Regions from separate parts of the Mus musculus genome. Here regions 1 and 2 are each linked to region 3. A link is a contact called in public promoter capture Hi-C data. All regions are on one chromosome and are shown on one strand. Each heading gives the region's core, a stretch centred on a gene start, on an enhancer-like site or on the middle of the called end of the contact. The rest is flanking DNA. Distances are from core to core; before and after follow the strand shown.

Region 1 (4,189 bases), core at 634-3,133, 290 kb before region 3:
GAGTTATGGGAAGACCATCAAGGGTAGAGCATACATGAATGTACTGGAAGAGCCAGACTCAAAGTCTTGATAGAGTCCAGACTGCATCTAAAGTCTTTAGTGCTGAGATGACAAACCTGAGTTTGATTCCTATGGACATGGACAGGTATGGGGCTCTTAGGCTGGCAGTATGAAGAAGTCACGCTGATTCGCAGAAGAATAGGATCCTAATGGCATGAACAATGCTCAAGAGTAGAAAAAAAAACCCTCTAGAATAATTCTTTCAGAATTTTTGAATTCTAATATCACCACATGATATCGTGACTCTGAATAATCAGCTAATGTCTCAACATGTTGTTGTCCTTAGAGAGTCTGATAAAGAAAATTCCTCACGAGATTGTATCTTTACTTATATTTTATCTAGTGTGTGTGCCCACACACATGCCCATAGGTGCCATGGCCTGGAAATGGAGGTCAGAGGACAACTTACAGGAGGTTATCCCATACTTCTACCACATGGTGCCTGGGGATAAAGCTTAGGTCGCCACACTTACCTTTATCCACTGAGACATCTCACAGGCCCATGTGCAAGCTCTTCAGAGCAGTACATGCTAAGATTTTAAATGAATGCTACCTACGTTTATTACTTTTTAAATGGTGCCAGCTTGACTCCACACAGAGCCCAATAAGATTTCTTCATCATCTTTAAAATGGATAGGATGAGGACTTCTACACTGGGGGAGGGTGATCTCTGCTATTTAAAGTCTTGCCCTAAAGTTGCCCAACACAGAGCAGGCATTTGTGACTGTTAATTGACTAATTCATGGCCCTAGAGCCCAGGATAGACACTAACTATGAAAGCTTCTATTTTCAATAGATGGATTTGTCCAAGGTGGCAAAACATAAGTTACCTGTAGTCTTTGTGCTAAAGACAGACTGGACCAGACACCTTATTAAGGTTTCTTATAGAATGACAGTGACCCAAGACATGAAGTGTAAGCCTTTGTTTGGGGAAAAGGGATACATTTTTGCCACTGCCAAGACAAACTCTTTTGGACAAATGAAAATTGACTTGGAAATTTTGAAATAAAAATTACAGACCAAACAGGATGTAGCCTGATTAGGGAGGAAATGATTCATTGGAAAAAAGTAAGGAGTCAGCTCTATTTGTGAAAGACTTAAACAATCTTTTTTTTTTTTTTTTAAATCTCAACCCTCAGTGCTGAAGGGGCTGCTCAGCCCTAGTATATTGAAGGTAGAAAATTAGAAGCCAGGATAGAAACAATACAGATTTCCTCTCTCTCTCTCTCTCTCTCTCTCTCTCTCTCTCTCTCTCTCTCTCTCTCTCTCTCTCTCTCTCTCTCTCTCTCCCTCCCTCCCTCTCTCTCTCTCCATATATGTATGTGCTTGCATACATGCACACATACATACTAATTCTTTTGCTTGCTAGCTAGCTACTTTATTTAATAACTGTGTGCTTCCAAATGATTATTAAACTATAGTATGCTTTTGGCAGAAGATGGACCTCCTATCCATGAGTAGAAGGTAATAGGATCAAAGGTACTAGGTGGGAATTGTCTAAAAGTAGAGGGATCCAGTTAAAGACTCAAATCTTTTTTTCTATCTCATGAAACTACACAGTGTAGGGAGTGGCAAGCACTTAGAGGGTTTGCAGCCACATCCCCCCCCCCCATGATGGGGAGCAGCAGAGCTGTCACCTGCTTTACTATGCGGGGTGCCCAGCTTAACCCGTATTTCTTTGGCAACTGTGCCCCAGTGAGAAAAGCTAGCGGTCCATATGTTGAGTAGGCACCATGCCATTTTGACAGGCATGAGTGTCGGCAAGAAAGGGACCATGTATGAGCATCAAATGTGTTTGTTGTGGGAAGGATTCTAGGCCAGGAATATTAAAATAACTGTCTGTCCTTCGCTCTAGCACATATGGTTAAGGAGATATGCTATGATGACTCACATTAACATTGGAAAAAATATATATAGAATTTGCAGCCATGCTAAGTGAGTTTCTGGTGTTGATAAATTGGGCTTGGAATTTTCACAAAGGAAGGCTGAAGAGAGGCATGCATAGTGATAATGGTTTCATTCCATGTATCAAGTGGAATTGACTAAATTTCAGGCATTATTATAGTGCTTCTGGACTGATGGACAGAGTGAAGGATCCTATTAGGGTTTCCCGAGAGGTCCTCAGGTATTTCCTCAGCACAGTTTGAAAAGTAAATGGGATAGGATAGGCTCATTTAATATTTCAATTCCAAAGAAATTAAATTGATGTTAGCAATGTTAGTTCAACTATTTTTCTGCTACAGGGACCATTTGTTTAAAAATCATTAAAGAGCTTTAAATGACATTGTCCTGACATTTTGTGTGATTAAATTAAGGGAATTAGTATAAAGTCATTTCATTTCTCCTTAGCTTTCTAAGTGAATACCATAACTCCCTATATGGGAAAAAAAAAGGACTCATTGAGCCAGCCTTTATAGTTTTGGTGATTTGTATATATGGGTCTGTTGACTGAATAAAAGATTACTTATGGAATTGCTTCATTTCACAATGACCTGTCTCTTCGTATTTCAAAAGGCTTAACTCTTTGGAAAGGCAGCAGTGCATGGCATATAGGATACTCCATGGAAAAAAATCTAAAGACATCCATGTAAGATTTGATAATAGTCCATAAGGTGTTTAAATGTAAACTTGCATGCACATATACACATTTCCCCCTCCAAACCCACACAAGCTTGGCATTTGTCACTTTTTTAAGTCTGGAGAGGCACATCTAGCTTGTATCTAGCGTTAGTAAGTTGGCCTCCCAGGGAACTGCCCTAGTAAGAGTCTAAATATGCATAGGAGAGGCATCTCATTAAAGAATGTTTCTCAAAGATTAGCAATAATTTTAGCATATTATATAATTTCGTTATATACATTATGTTTATTATTTTTTGACTCACTAGATTATAATCTCTTGGGAAAGATCTTTTTAACCTGGTTTTATTACTGTTGATTGTTACCACTGCTGTGTCTGAAAAATACACCTAGAATATTTCCTGGCACATACTCATAACTTAACAAAATTTTTTTTTAAATGAATTAATGAATAAACCACCCTTTTCTATGAGAGAGCTAAAAGACAGATGCCCTGGAGTCTATTCAGTAAAGATTCTTAAAGCAGAAGTCAACTAGATCTCCATCAGCAGCCCCTATCCTAAATAAAAGAAGTTCTTTTTAATAGAGCCAATTTAATCACTCTTATATAAAGTGTGAGTGAAACTTTAGGAAACTTTAATATTGATACTGATCTGTCACATACACACTAAGTTAAAATGAGTGCGCTTGCTTTGCAAACACAGCCTTGTGGCAAACCTCCCAGCTTCCTCTTCCAACCAGATGGCCTCCCCTAAGCCCAACCCTACATAGAATTCTCAAGATGGAGTTGGCCCTGCCTCAGATCCAAATCAGGGTTTTGGGATGGGATGAGGAATGAGCACTTTCCACATGATTTGCAGGTGGGTCTTATGCAACACTATGGCCTGAGAAATGGAGATCTGAGTTTCCTGCTCTCATAAGAACTATTTATTCTCATGAGAGAGTCTTGAGACACTCACCACATTTGCCACAGTAGATGAAAGTCATGTCGCTTCATGACTGTTCAAAGTTGGGCAAAAATTGGTTTCATCACCATCTTTATGAGATCCAGTAAGTAAAAGAGAAGTTGTACCACAACCTTGGGCTGGACGATAAAAGAAAACTGGGTGTTACTTTGATCTCGTATTTCCAACTCTGCAAAAACAATAGAACATGTGCCCCTCCTCTTCCCAAGAGGAGGGCCTCCACAACCACACTGTGGAGATTAGGAAAAAATGTTTTCTTCACATGAATAATTTCTGAAAAGAGGTTCTTACTTGGCATACCAATTACAAAAGGTGCCTGAATTTTAGGTGGACTCTGTTTGAGAGGAGTTGGGGACAGGTATTTGAGTGTTTTGACATCCTCTTGGCTGGTGGCTAATGGGGGCGGGGGGAGGTGGGGAGTATCAATGTCTTAACCACACTATTGTGTAATGAAATTCCTGACAATAGGAGACAAAACCTGGTTTCTGGTGATCAAACAACACTGCTAGGACAGAGCCAGAACTCAGAGGTGCCACCTGTACTCTCCTGGCCCAGAGAAGAGCCCTAATCTTTGCTATACAGGAAGC
Region 2 (4,252 bases), core at 416-2,915, 480 kb after region 3:
CTCAGGTAATTCTAGATTGTGTTGACTTGACAGTTAAAGCTAACCAGTACAGTGTCCGAACCTAGCCTTTTCCTTTATGCAAGCTATTCTTGTCTTTTAGGAAATACATAGTGCCATGAGAGTCATTTTACAGTGGATGGATTAAAACATGACATTCATTTAGCAACTGTTATGAACAGAGTTTTCTGCATTGCACAGTTGGGAACGATGAATCAAACAAGACTTCTGGCTCTGGTTTTCATAGGTTTGTACTTCCATTGTACAGGATGCAGAGATTCATGTATGTGTAAATACGTAGGACGCATAGAAACCAACAATGTCAAAGGAATGCTTGGGATAAGTGATTATCGATTATAGAAATAATAGCACCTTATGATGACCGAACTCTTTGCATCATTCCATGTTACAGTAACAAATTCACATGCACTGACCAAATTACTGCTCACAACAGCCCAGTGAGGGGGGTAACTTGATTCTCTCCTAGATAAGTAAATCCCACTAGCAGCTAGTAAGTGGCAGAGTTGAGTTTTAGAACTAGGTCTGCCTGCCTGCAAAGCCCTTGATCTTAATCTCTATCTCATTATGCTTCAGAAACACACATTTTAAGCTGGGTAGAATCGATAAGTAAAAGCCAGTTATTGTAGAATATGGATTTTTGCCACTCTTGACAGACAGAAGATGTGACATTTCAACTGCTGGCAATAGGTCTTCAAGAGTTCTTCTTAAAAATGCAAATCTGTACTCTCAGGAGGATAACATATTTTTAAAAAAATAAACATTTCAGGCTCTTAACTTGCATGTCCTTGTGAAACCTTGCAAATAGGTTGAGTGACAGGTAAGCTTTGAAGTGGGTAAGGAATAGCAGGTGTGGAAGAAGGGAGAGGCAGTACTGACTGGAAGGCTGGGAGAGATTTTTGCTTTGAGGAAACAGGCATCATGAAAGAATGGGGCACCCACAGTGGGCACTTCTACATGGGCATAGGATATAGAAACAGCTAATGTAAAACTCGCAACTCAATACTTTTGTATAAGGCCAGTGTTAACGTGTCTTAAAAAATTTAGTCATATGTCATTAGCAACTGAGCAAATTAGCAAGTACACATTTAAAAAAATTATATTATTTGGCCCAATCAGTGACTGAGATGCCAGTTCCATTATCTGAGAATTCCAAATCAAAGATTTCTTTTACATATTTTGCTCCACCATTCATTCTGAAGTGACATAGTTTACCCATGATCACCAGTAACATGATTCTAAATTAGCATTATACCCAGAACAGGGATGCTAATATAATCAATTGCTAATTAGTTCTGTTGCTCCTTTCCATTGCAATTATGCTCCTGTGTTAGCATAATACTTGGTGATACATGACTCACAAAATTTAACTGTGATTTTTATTTAAATACTTAGTTTCCATCGTCATAATGCTAATAATTATAAGGATGATTATAATAATAAAAATAAGTACAAGTGGTTTAAGGGTTAGAGATGAGAGTCTAAAAATGATATCCTCAAGATCTGCGTTTATCCTACATCAATAATTTTGTAACAAATTTGCCCAATTTACAAATCAAAAATAGATTCTTCTGTCAGCAAAGTATCAGTCTTGTATCTGAAAATCAAGCACAGCTTGTTCATCGTCAGAAACCACAGAGGCTCTGAAATCAGAACTTAGCTGCCAATTTTGTTGATGATGCATAAGATGAAGCCGGGTACAGCTGGCTCTTCTTTCCTGCGCTAGCTTTGCGGCACTGACATTCGTGAAAAATCTGTTTGTTTTTTGTTTCAGGAAATTAAATAGCTATGACTAAAATGAAGCAGAGGGAACAGATATATCTGGGTAATAACCAGGTGCCATTTTTATTTTTAAATTATTTTTTTTCCTGCAGAATCACTTGATTTACCAAGACACTACTTTGACTTGACCTGTTGGCACATATGACCTCAGATAATACAGAGGAAGCTCCTGCCACAGATAAGCTAGAGGACTCCATTTTTTGATAACTAGAGAAGACACAACTTAAATAACTTGCAACTTAGCCTCCTCATAAATAAGTACATACCATGTCCTCAAGACTACTCCTTCCAATAGGGTGTCATATTTCACATTTGTAAAAATAGCTTCATTTGCTGACATGTAAACTGCTTTTTCAGAATGAGCACTTCATGTGCTTAGCACCTAAGCTTAAAGCCTTCATTTAACAGAAATAAGCCGATTCCTAAATATTACCCTAAAATGAAGAAACAAGAGAGTTTTAAATACTGCAACATTAAGTTAATGACATAAAGCTGCATTTTAAATCTTTAAATCTACTGGAAGCTCCGTGAGTCGGGAATATTCGTTTCCTTTCTTTCTGGCAAGCCTTAAATAGGCGCTGCCTGGTCCAGGGTAAAGAAGAGAATTGGATACATGCGGTAACTGTCAGCACTCTGGATCTTTTTAAAGTTATCATAAAGATGATGGTTGTTGTTGTTGCTGTTGATGATGATGATGATGATTGGTAGTGTGTGGGTTGTACTGGTGTATGCATGGGATGAATTTGTCCATACTTGCCTGGGTGGAGGTCAGAGGTCAGTGGTGAGCCTTCACATGAGCTTTTGAGACAAGGCATCTCACTAACACTGGAGCTTGCTGTTTTGGTTAGACTGCTTGTCTGAAGAACCTGTCTGGCCAGAGAACCCATAGGATCCTGAAGGCTGTATCCTTCCCCAACTCTGGGGTTATGGACCATGCCGGTATGCTCAGCTTTATATGTGGGTGCTGGGGATAGAGCCAAACTGGTCTTCATGCTTATGGAGCAAGCACTTTATCTACTGAGCTTTCCCCGTAGAGCTCCCTCCCCCACCAAGGTCATAAAGATACAAAGAGAGGAAGGAAAGAGAATATACTGTGTTTTTTTCCCTCTTCCTTCCTTTCTTTTTTCTTTTTTAAAGTCAGAGACTCGCTACTCATAGTTTTGGCTGCAGCCCAAGCAGATTCACTTGCTTTTGTATCCCGAGTGCTGGGATTAATACTTGTCTGGCCTGACACACTTTTAAAAACAATAGAATAGGGGGACGAAAGCTTTTCCATTTATTTACTTATAAATTTCTTTATTATTGGCAGTCAAGATTAAATCTAAGGGCCTCTCAGATGCTAGGCAAGTGCTCTGCCCCGGGGCCACATACCTGGTCCCCATCAGCTTCTTTTCATTCACTGTTCATCATGAACAAAGAGAGTTGGTGGGAATCTCAGTGGTAGAATATATGGTTGCCATGCAAGAGACCTTAGATTAGCCAGGCTTCATAGCACAGGCACATGCCTTTAATCCTAGCACTCGGGGCCGGGGGCGGGGCCGGGGGCGGGTAGATCTTTGTGATTTTGAGGCCAGCCTGGTCTACATATTGAGCTTTAGGAAACCAGGGATACGGGGGCTGGAGAGCTGGAGAGCTCTGACTGCTCTTCCAAAGGTCCCGAGTTCAAATCCCAGCAACCACATGGTGGCTCACAACCATCTGTAATGAGGTCTGACTCCCTCTTCTGGTATGTCTTAAGACAGCTACAGTGTACTTACATATAATAATAAATAAATAAATCTTTAAAAAAATGATTTAAAAAAAAAGAAAAACAAAAAGGATACCAGGGATACATAGAAAGACCCTATCTCAAAAGACTAAAACACATAAATAAGAGACCCTTATTTCCATCCATAGCATCATCAAAATAAATAAGTGAAAAATTTTAAATCTAGCATTGTAATGAATTTGAAGGGCAGTTCCATCATGGAAACAAGATACTTAATCAACCAAACACAATTTGAAAAAAAGAATATTAGGAATAAATACAAATTATTAAACACACAGAATCACACATGACATATATATATATCATATCATGACATATATATATCATATCATATATATCTATAATATATATGTATGTATGTATATATGCATAAGATATATAATAAGAAAAATATTATAGCCCTGAAAAAATAGCATAAAGTATAACAATGAACAAAAGACAAATTTGAAAATATATACAATGTAAGTAAAAAAAGATATGAAGTGCTAATGTTTCTAGAAACATTGCTTACAACTACCAAACAGCAACCTGTGTCCATCAAAAGATGAGTGAACATAGTGTCTACACAGTGGAATGTTGTCCACCTTAAAAAGGAAGCAAGTTCTGACAATATACAATATGAATGGAAAATGAAATCATTATATTAGCCGAATTAAGCAAGTTACACAACTATAAGTGTTATGGGAT
Region 3 (4,518 bases), core at 1,173-3,672:
TCTTTTGTCGTGGCAGGCAGGAAGTTTGAACACAGACAAAGCAAATCGCTTCCATCAGCCCCCGTGCTGTTGTTTCACCTGACTGCCTGCAAGGTCTTGGCAAATCTCTCTTTAGTACGCCTTGCTGGGGGTCAGGGCAGCAGGGTTCAGTCTGGCAGGTAGCTCCATTCAGTTCAGGTGCTCCTGTAGCTGGGGTGAATGAGGGCGGGGAGGGAAGCTGGAGCCGTGAAGCCGTGGGGATTTACTTTCGGAGGTGGCTAACGCTAATTAGGTTAGGAGTGCCTGACTGCCTTCTAAAGCAGCCTCCAGTTTTTCTCCTCTGATAAATAACCCCACGTTTGAAAAACCAGGAAGGGGGAAGAGAAGGATGTGAGAAATGTAATTGTGATTATTTAAGAAGTTAGCTGTTCTTCCGTGCTGATTATCTGCAGCGAGGGAGGGTTCAGCTCCTGCCCCTGGGACTGCATTTTCAATCCACCCGGATAGCCGGGCGAAGAAGAGTCACCGATGACCGATCAGAATATACTTTTTTTTTTTTTTTTTTTTTTGGTTTTGTTTTGTTTTTCGAGACAGGGTTTCTCTGTATAGCCCTGACTGCCCTAGAACTCATTTTTAAAGATAGAAGAATACTCTTGATGAAGACAGACTGGGGGAACATTTTCAGGAAAGACTCAAGAGCACAGTGTTTACCCCTAGCCTCTCTGCTTAGGTGTCTGTCTTCTATTTGCATTGCGTGTTTGATTCCAAGTGGGGGACTTTTGTTGTCGGTGTTTGCCCTATTTACTCTCATATATTGCTTTTTCATGAATCCCAGGGAATGGCATTTAAGTTGCTGTGTTCCTTGGTATTAAAATACTCTCTGATGCAGGCACAAAAGTACCTATAGAAACGCTGGACTCGGATTCACAGGTTATCTGGGGGAAGAAATGCCTGGTGATTTAATTATTCAACATAATTAATTCAAGGCATAGACAATAGTTGCTGGAAAGGGCTCCTTTTCACGAAGGAAAATCGCAGGTAGAAGCTATTATGCCTCATTTTAACCAGTATTTAATATGATATTATACATGTAGATCTGAGACAACAGAATCCTGGGTCATTAATAATTGCATAGATGAGCCTTTATAAGATAGTTTCCTTTTTCCATTTATAGTGCTAAATGAAATAATTTTGGTATTAACTACTAACAGCAGAAAAATGTACAAACCAGCTCACATACACAACTATCCTGCTAGATCCAAAGCCAGTCAAATATGAAATGTCCTGCTTGAACTAAAATAAGTGGTATGGATTGGGCAGGCATTTTTGGTCCCACCTTGAATTGGCAGTGGTGATGGACTAGGAAGACCCAGACTCCTAAGATGCTACTGAGAGGCCTCTCCTTCAAGTCAGCTCTTATCAAAGGGGGATGTCGGCTGCTTCTCATTTTTTACTTGTTGCTTATACGTTAGAGTTAATGAAGCAATGTAGAAAGGTCAGAAGGAAACATTTTTACTTTTTTCCTGCTAAGCAGAATAATTGAAAGCCTTGATAGCAGTGTTGTTGCCTCTGTGTTGTTATAGCAAGAGGACGCTGCCCCCAAGAGCCTGACACTTTTACTAAAGGAGACTTGGTAACAAGGCTTCTGTAATTTCTAATTTGCCTTTTGTGAGACTCATTGTCTCTCCCACATATTGTTTTGGATCACATTGAGATTTTTTTTTTCTTTTTTTAGCTTGACTCTGGGAGTTTTTGTTTAATTTGCCTTACTTATATCAAAGTTGAAATAATTCTAAATTACCTCTAACTTGTATCTAATAGGAAAATCATATAACTTTTGCAAAAAAAGAAAAAAAAATCAAGGCAACGTGTTAAAACCTTCATTCCTTACCGCTCCCTCTCCTAGCTAAACCTTTAAATTAAGAAATGTCGTTTGTAAGCAGAATAAAAGTTGCATATATACAAAATTTCTGATCTCTATTTATGTTTGATTCTGGTGCTGTTAGCAATTCATTTATTCTCAAGTCAACCTTTTAATAACAGTGGAGTACTAAAATAAAGCATTAAGTAGAGGAATACCCTTAAAATACTGTGGCCATTCAGATTTATGAATCCTTTTCTTTTTCACCAAACATTTTAAGACATCATTTTTATACGAAAGCAAATTTAAATACTGCCTGTTTTCACACAAGTGCCGTGCTTAAAGGGACCGTCCATAAGCACAACGCTTGCAGAGCTGTTTGTGCGGTCCCTTGAGAAGTGCCTTAAGCAGATAATTACGTACATGTGTGTATATATGTATGTATTTGTGCTCCACAATACCTGAGTGGTTAGCCAATTAAGCAGAACTTAGCACTAAATGAGTCATCTCTTGTATTTGCTGTATACTGCGGGCACTCTTGAATAAATAAGATCTGCGCTGCTATAAATAGGCTCCTTGAAAGAGGAGTCTTCTCTTGCGCTTTCTTTGTAATGCTCCTCTCCCGGTCTCTGCTTGGGTTTTGCTTTCTACTCTTAATATTGAGCCTGCTCATTAATCTCCGTCCTTTTCTAACGTTAGTCTAGGCTGTTCTTGTAGCTGTAGCGCTCATTGGGTTGCCGTAGGAACAGGAGAGCCGAGTAAATATGCTTATGGAAAAGAAATGACTCCTAATTAAATGTGAATAGCATTTATAAATTGCCTAGTTCTCACAAAATGCAGAGCATAATGTGCTTTGATGTACTTCATTAGTACACGGCACCTATATTTTAAAAATATCTGCTAGTTGAGAAAACCAAATTTTAACGCAAAAGTGATCTTTCGGTGCTTTCGTTTTCCTGCTGACTATAAATCCTGTAATTTAATTCAGATATCCTTTTACTGCATTTACATGGCAGAAAAAGACATTTGGTTGGCCTATGAAACTACTGGAAACCTTCACTGTTCTCTAACCAACGTATAATTCCCCCCACCACCACCTTTTTTTTTGTTCAGAGTACTGCATTTCTATTACATTTTAGACAATAAGGAACGGCTTGCACGTCCAGTCCAAACCCAGGTAGGCAGTATTTTCACATCACACGGTACTGTGGTCTTTGCCTGCCTTGCCTATAAAATCAGGACTTTTGTGTGAACTACAGAGCCAGGTTTCTTTTCGGTCACTGGGCAGCCTTACTTGTGCTTTGTAGGGACAAAAAGCACCTCTCACCCTTTCAGAGATGTGAAGGTCCCCAACTTCAATTATCACTCTGCGTGGTCACAGCAGGGAACTCACAAGGTCCACGCGTGATTTTGCACTTGAGGGGTGGAGTTGCTATGTTTCCTTGGGGGAGCTGGATCTTTGGAATTTACTTATTTCCAAACAGCTGGTGGAGGTCTCCACTTTCCCAGGCATAAGATCTTTCTATCTCAATTCTGTCTGTAATCCAGGATAGACCGGGCCACAGCTTTGCAAGCTCCTAAATTTCACTAGAGTGCTACTGCACCCTGATGATTTCTTTCCAAAGATCTTTATTCTAGAAAGGACCCAAATCACTGGCTATCAAAATAGCAAAGAAAAATACACATCTAAGGTTGTTTTTATTTTTACTTTTCTTAATGCTATGAATGACCCACTTTACATTTCTCTTTGTTTCTCTAAGAGATATGCGCATATGCTTTCCTTCTAGTCCCTCTTTCTGGAAATCTTAACAAATGATCCTCTATTCAGATGAGACCAGACTCACAGGGCAAGAGACTGAGTGAGTCGCTTCCGGGCGCTTGTGTTGTCTGAGCATGCGCAGTTGACTAAGTTCGGCCGCTTGTTCTGTGGGTGTGATTAACATGACTTTTTCTTTTGATTGATTTTCAGCAAAGCGTTTGTTGCCAAGCTATGTGCCAAGTCGAGGGTAGTAAAGAGGCGATTGTTTTTATTCCCAGAAGTTGCTAAGTTCTGATTTATTATTTCTGTTCTAGAAAAGGAGACAAGTGAGTCAGATGGTGCTTAGCATTTAATACATATTAGATTCGTGCTATTTCTAATGAATGTGATTATTCTATAGTATTTTGCGTGGATTTAATTTAAAACAGCATGGATTTAATAATGTCTGATGAATAAAATTAAATCACGGGCATTTTGTAGGCTTTCAATAAACGCATATAGAATTTAATTGAATAACTTTAAAATTATTAATCTTTAAGTAAAACTTGATTCTAAACTTTCTGAATTACATTTAGACTTATAAGCACTATAGGAAAAAAGCTTTCTAAATTAACTTACCTTATTATGATTTTAATGAATTAGAAAGACATTATGAAAAGCAATTCTGCCCACTCATCAGTAAATTGTGGTTGTTTTTTTTAGAAAGAAAAAAAAAACTCAAAAGGAAAGAACATACATAAATGGTCCAGTTAGACTCACAATATTAATTTCTACTTGTGTGTTTAGATAATATTTTATTCTGGCTCTGCTGTCAAAATATTTGCAATTCTAACTGAAATTTATAGCAAACTATTCAATAGCTAATGCTAGGGTTTTTTTTTTTTGTTTTGTTTTTTTAACCATGTGAAAAGTAACTGCA

The links. Promoter capture Hi-C pulls out the DNA fragments that hold promoters and counts their contacts.
Region 1: a promoter capture Hi-C map of hippocampal neurons shows a contact between it and region 3, with 3 times the contacts expected there. The contact joins two enhancer-like sites. A contact is called at or near these places in 1 of 39 promoter capture datasets (hippocampal neurons) and 3 of 484 Hi-C or Micro-C datasets (cerebellar granule neurons, cerebellum and neural progenitor cells).
Region 2: a contact with region 3 is called in a promoter capture Hi-C map of hippocampal neurons, with 2.1 times the contacts expected there. The contact joins two enhancer-like sites. A contact is called at or near these places in 6 of 39 promoter capture datasets (the HPC-7 cell line, cranial neural crest, embryonic stem cells and 3 more) and 8 of 115 datasets of contacts at active chromatin or transcription factors (bone marrow-derived macrophages, embryonic basal ganglia, embryonic forebrain and 5 more).

The regions. Positions count from the first base shown.
Region 1 is chr2:57,904,700-57,908,888 of GRCm38.p6, reverse strand. No RefSeq gene overlaps it. Among named protein-coding and RNA genes, the nearest start is that of Galnt5, 91 kb to the left of the region's middle. Within about 2 kb of position 1,883, at least 9 of the 459 cell types and tissues checked have an H3K27ac peak or open chromatin away from gene starts, as enhancers often do. A contact at or near this core is called in hippocampal neurons, where this site is marked.
Region 2 is chr2:57,136,249-57,140,500 of GRCm38.p6, reverse strand. The region is part of intron 1 of BB557941 (expressed sequence BB557941); the gene reads left to right. Among named protein-coding and RNA genes, the nearest start is that of Nr4a2, 23 kb to the right of the region's middle. Within about 2 kb of position 1,665, at least 8 of the 459 cell types and tissues checked have an H3K27ac peak or open chromatin away from gene starts, as enhancers often do. A contact at or near this core is called in hippocampal neurons, where this site is marked.
Region 3 is chr2:57,612,660-57,617,177 of GRCm38.p6, reverse strand. No RefSeq gene overlaps it. Among named protein-coding and RNA genes, the nearest start is that of Gm25388, 39 kb to the left of the region's middle. Within about 2 kb of position 2,422, at least 32 of the 459 cell types and tissues checked have an H3K27ac peak or open chromatin away from gene starts, as enhancers often do. A contact at or near this core is called in hippocampal neurons, where this site is marked.